Regions from separate parts of the Sus scrofa genome. Here region 1 is linked to region 2. A link is a contact called in public HiChIP or PLAC-seq data. All regions are on one chromosome and are shown on one strand. The core of a region is the stretch at or near the end of the contact, and the rest is flanking DNA. Distances in the headings are between cores, read along the strand shown. Region 1 holds the start of TSPAN17 (tetraspanin-17). Region 2 holds the start of NSD1 (histone-lysine N-methyltransferase, H3 lysine-36 and H4 lysine-20 specific).

Region 1 (2,700 bases), core at 90-2,589, 470 kb before region 2:
TGGCCTTGTTTCAACCCTGGGGGTGGGTTGGGTAAACTGGGGTGAAGTGAGTCACGGGGTGGGGGGCTCATCTGCAGGTGGAAAGATAACAGGAGCAAATCCTAGGATCCAGAGCTTCCTTGGTGCCCCTACCTGGGGGAAGCAGGCCAGGTGGCCTGAGGGCCAGACTCTTCCATTTTGGGGGAGGGAGCTCACTGACACCCTGAGAGCTAGTGCTCAGGGACGGGAGTCTCTTGAGTGATCATTCTGCTTTTTCAAAACTTTCATGGTTGCTTCCATGAGATTTGCAGCCTTGGAGCCCACCCTGTGTCCCACACCTTCCAGCAGCCAGCTGAGTATGGGTTCCTAGTTTATGGGGGGTGGGGGTGGATGAAGGCCTGACCCAGGAGAGGAGGCCGTGGTGGTCAGGCCTTCTACTAGACATGGATTAACTGAAAGGTGATGGAGCTTAAGCCCCTTTCTGTACCTATTCTAAATAAATACTTTTAAACAAAATAAATTATTTTGAGGGCTCTGAAATTAAGATTTCCCCAAACCTTGATCTGTTCCAGTCCTGCCTTGAGAGGGCTCCTGTGAAAAACTTGGGTACCAAGCAGCCTGAGTAGGGCCTAAGCTGGTACAGAGGAGAGGGGTTAGACGCGGAATGGGGGTGGGTGTCAACCACCAAAGGGGTTTGACCCAGGAGATGCAGTGTATGCCCTTGGCAAAACCGAAGCAGCGGGGAACAACAGGTGTAGTCTTCACAGGACCCAGGTGTCATCACTTCTGAGTTTGAACCAGAAGAAGTAGAACTGAATTTCGTCCAATGAGAAGCGCTTGTGATTCGACTCCACTGTAATAAAACATCCTGCATGTGTGCTAAAAACACCGTCAACATAGCCATCCTTTACCATCCTCCACTCGCTCAGGAGAGCAGTGGTTACTCCTCTCCAGGGTTGGGCATTGACAGCAAAGCCGGGGATTGGGGTGGCCCTGGTACCGAACTCTGCGATATGGGAGGAACTGAGGTGGGAGGAATTGAGGCTCTTTCCAGCTTGCGGCTTGCGGCGCCCTCAGCAGGTGTCTCAGGTGGGTCTGAAGCGGGAGTCCGCAGCAGCGGCCGGCCAAAGGGGCGGAGTCAGGCCTAGAGGCGGAGCTCCGAGGGGTCTGAGTCGTGGGGGAGGGTCTGGGCCTGGGGTGGTGCCTTACAGGAGCGGGCCTGGAGAGAGGTCCAGGGGCGGGGCTCCAAGTGGAGGGTGGCAGAGTAGGGCTGGGGGCGGAGGCGGAGGCAGGCCTAGAGTCAGGGCTCTGGGGGGAACCTAGTGAGGGGCGGTCCGGGTGCCGGGGGCGGTCCCTGAGGGGCGGTCCCTGCTGGGAGGGCGGGGCCCGACCGGCGCTCTGTGCGGCAGAGGCCATGAAGCCGCAGCCGCCGGGCTAGGCCCCGGGCGGCTCTAGCCCAGGGCGGCCCGCGGAGGGCTGGGCCTAGCCCCCGGCTCCGGTTCCCGGGCCGGCGGGCGGCCTCTCACCATGCCCGGCAAGCACCAGCACTTCCAGGAACCCGAGGTCGGCTGCTGCGGGAAATACTTCCTGTTTGGCTTCAACATCGTCTTCTGGGTGAGCGCTGGGTGGGTTCTGGGCCCTGTGCTGGGGATGCCAGGAGAAGGGGGCTCAGGCCCTTACTAGGGGGAGACCGCGCTCTGCCACAAGGACTTGGGACCGTCTCCCCACTCTTTCCTCCCACTCCCACCTCCACACCCACCCCCAGGACCACCCGAAGGAACTGCGTTGAGGCCTGGATTGCAGGGGGCGGGTCTCAGCCACTGCGGTACTGGGCGGGGAGGGGTAGTCTTCCGGGGTCTTCCTAAGACCTGACAGAGACAGGGTCCTTGAGGACCCCCACGGCCACGCTTGGTGCAGGTGGCCTCCTATCCCTACCAGCCCCCTTGCTACTCTGGGATGTGGGGGGTGCACAGGGCCCCACCCCTGGTTTTGCTCATAGGGAGGAGAGCCTCCATGGTTGGATCCACTCCCCTGCCACTTTACCTTTCCAGCACCTGGGCCTGCTGCTTTGCCTTAAGCTCCTACAAAGAGGGCTAGGTCAAAACCTCCTCCCGTCCCCCAACTAAGAGGCTTGTGGTCAGGGAGGGCCAATCGCCCTAGTTCTCAGCCAGGGCCAGTGGGATATCCCCTGATGAGAAGCCAGGAGAGCCAGCCCTGGGGAACAGATTTCAACATTCCACTGCTGACCAAACCTAGGCTTTGGAGCCAGGCTGCCCCTGTCTGGAGAAGGGAGCTGCTGGTGCCCCTCCCAGGGTGGCATCTGTGCCCCTGGGCCCTGCCAAGTCATCTTTCCCTTTTCCCTCCCCCATCCCATCTCTCCAAGGCTACTTGCTGCCTCTGCAGTCTCTGCTTCTGTTGCCTTGGGTCAGAATGCCAGGCCCATTCATTTTAGTTCAGCAGGACTCAGTGGCACTACCCTCTACCCACATGCCACTCATGAAGTGTGGTTGTCCCTTGGCCTCAGCAGTGCCTAGATCTCAAGGGTGGGGGCCATGTGCAAAGAGCACTGGAGGGGGCAGTCTGGGACTCTGGGTGCAGCAGGCCTAGCTGTGACACTGTGAGCAAGTTACTTCTCTCTGGGCCTCAGCTTCCCGGCCAGCGGGTGGGTGAAAAATGAAGTCTGTCCCTCAGGGCTATCAAGCAGATTAAGTGAATTATAAC
Region 2 (2,700 bases), core at 140-2,639:
CGGCCCCTCTGGGCCCCCAGCCTCCGTCCTCTGCCCCGTGCGCACGCACCTACCCACGCTGGCTCGCACCCCCGGACCGAGTCCCGGTCCCAGTGCCAGGCCTAGACCGGGACTAGGCACCGGAGGCGGTGCAGGGATTAGTGGACCCCTCCCCCAGCGCTCCCCTTGCCCCGCCCGAGGCAGCGAGGACCCCTGGGCCCCGGGGTGGTGAGGGAGCTTCGTGCTGGCGGTGCCCAGGCTGGGGACTTGGCCTCACTGGGAGGGGGCCGTACGGCGGCAGGCCGAGGTGCGGGAGAGCTGTCAGGCTGCTGCCCGGCTCGGGTGCGGGGGGGTGGGCTCAGCGCGGGGGTCGCCCGGCCTCATTCCCCCGCCGAGGCCACGGCCGGGCGGGCAGTGCCCGGGCGGGTAACCCGACCCGACCCGGCTCCCGGGAGCCGCTCACCCCGCACGGCCGGGCAGGGGGAGGGAGAGGAATGGGGAGGAGGGGGAAGGGAAGGAGTGGTGGGTGAGGGGCCGTGGGGACCGCAGGGCCGAGTCCCCGGCCTGTCTGCGCAGCTCTAGGGCGGCTGCCTTTGGAGCCCCAGACGAGCCAGCCCCCTGCCTCGCGGGCGTCGGGCCTGCGGCAGGAGGGAGCCCTGGGGCTGTACAGGCTTGGCTCGGGGAGGCAGACCCGAGCTACTGCCTCCATTTTGTTTCCTGCTCAGCTTGGTCTGTGGTGGTGGTGGTGTGGGCTTGGGGTGCGGCCGGGCAGGGGGTTCACCTGCGGCCGCGCCTGTTCGGGGTTTGAGGCCTCGAAGACCCCATCCCAACCCCCCAGGTGAGCCCTGCGGCAGGAGGGGGGGTTGCTTTGGCCTCGGGCCGAGCCGAGCGGGCTGAGGGCAGGTGCCCAGTGGATGGGGAACCCGGGCTGTAACCTAAGATGGAGGCCGGGACTGACGCGGGCCCGAGCGGGTCTGGCGGGGCGGTCAGACAGGCCCCAGCCCGGCCAGGTGCCGCCGGGGCTGGGCTCGAGACCGGTAGGGTGCTAGAGTTGTATGCAGCCCGGGGCCCGCGCAGCGCCCCGAGGTAGGTGAGGGCACTGGAGTGCCACCCACGACGCCCGCAGGCCCGGACACTCTGGGGAGGCGCGCGAGGCCTCTGGGGAACCCGCCTCAGGCCCCGCCCGGACAGCCGGGCCGGCCCGTAGGCCCGGGCCGCAAGCGGGCGCGCAGGGGAGGGGAGGGGGCGGCAGCGGCGGCTCCGCTGATTGGGCGACGCGCTCGCGAGCCCGACTTCACCCGCCCTGAACCCCGAAGAGTGAGGCGAGGGAGCGCGCGCCGTGGGGGAAGGGGTGCGCGCGCACTCGGGGCCCCAGCCGCACGCGGGCCGGCGCGAGGCGCTCGGTCGCACGCGCCGCCGCGGGGGCGCGCGCGGTGGGGGTGTGAGGAGGAGGAGGCGGCGGCGGAATAGGCCGGGGCAGGTCGCGCTAGCTGCTTTCTACCCTGAAGAGAGACGCGGGGGGGAGGGGGGTGCGGCGAGCGGCTCCGCGCTCTCCCCACCGCTCCGCTTGCGCCCCAGTGTAATGAGGGTCACCCCCTCCCCCCAGCCGGCCCGGGAGGGGGCGCGGGGCACGGTAACTAGTGCGCTGGGGTGGGTGGCGGGCAGGCGCGAGCAGGAGGGAGGAGGCGGCCGGGCGGGGAAGATGGTGGTGGCCGTGAGGTGAGGGGCGCGGGGGAGGGCCGGGTGCGGCTCAGGGTTGGTGGCCGGCGGCATTGCGGCCGCAGGCCCCCTCCCCCTCCATCACTACCAGCGGGGCTCAGGCCTAGCCGGCCGGGCCGCCGCGAACTTCCTCCCCGCGCGGCCTGTGCCCCACCGGCCTCCCGCGCGCACCTCGGCCTGCGCCTCCCCTCAGGTAGCCGGCTTGGGGGCACGGGGCCGGCTGCTCTCCTGCAGCAAACTTTGCTTGCTGCTGAATATTGATGAGTGCGATCGGCTCGGCCAGGAGGTGCTGCCGGCCCTGCGGGAAGGAGCGCGGCCCGGGCAGGCGGCGGCGGCGTCGGCAGCAGCCATGTTTGTCAAGCTGTAGCAGCTGCTGCTGCCCTGACTCGGCTTCACCCGCTGCCTCCGTTTCTCCCCCTGCCGCGTTCCGACCTCTGGGCCCTGCAGCCGTGCACCGAGCAGGCCTGCCGTTAGGAAGGCGAGCTTCGTTGTGCACCCGCTTCGGCCGACTTGCCTACGGCCTCAGCACGGCCGCTGCAAAGGCTCCGGCGCCGGCTGGGGCGCAGGGTGCAGCGCTATTGTGACCGCTGCGCCCGAGCGAGTCAGGAAGGATGGGGGGGTAATAACCTTTTTGTGTAGCCTCCGGGAGCCCCCACTCGATCCCTACAGCCCCCCTCCCTTCGGGAGATCCTGCCGTTGGACCCCCAACGGGGGAGGGGAGGACGATTCTACTTTGAGATTTGGAAATTTCTACTGCCAAAGGGATTTTAATTTTAGATCAGCCCAATTGTCCACCAATCTGCAGTGCAGGGAAAAGGGACGGGCTGTTTCCATGTGGCAAGATCTCCCCAGCTCCGGGAAGATGGAGTTTGCGGAGGCTCACCCGAAGCCATTTTTCCATCGTCAGCTGGGGAACTTTTTCCGCCCATGAAGTGCAGCAAGAATGGCATCGAGGCCACTAGGCCTTGAGAAGTGGCTGCCATTTTGAAGATAAGAGTCAAT

What was found. HiChIP or PLAC-seq counts read pairs in DNA pulled down with a chosen protein or histone mark.
Region 1: a contact with region 2 is called in an H3K27ac HiChIP or PLAC-seq map of alveolar macrophages. The contact joins the promoter of TSPAN17 here to the promoter of NSD1 in region 2. A contact is called at or near these places in 2 of 2 datasets of contacts at active chromatin or transcription factors (alveolar macrophages and skeletal muscle).

What each region holds. Positions count from the first base shown.
Region 1 is chr2:81,275,251-81,277,950 of Sscrofa11.1, reverse strand. It overlaps TSPAN17 (tetraspanin-17), which reads left to right and starts at 1,339. Exons shown (of 9, transcript XM_021084419.1): 1 at 1,339-1,593. The coding sequence starts at 1,507. EIF4E1B (eukaryotic translation initiation factor 4E type 1B) reads left to right here. Exons shown (of 7, transcript XM_021084422.1): 7 at 747-865. The coding sequence ends at 789.
Region 2 is chr2:80,807,686-80,810,385 of Sscrofa11.1, reverse strand. NSD1 (histone-lysine N-methyltransferase, H3 lysine-36 and H4 lysine-20 specific) reads left to right here and starts at 1,389. Exons shown (of 23, transcript XM_003123667.6): 1 at 1,389-1,612.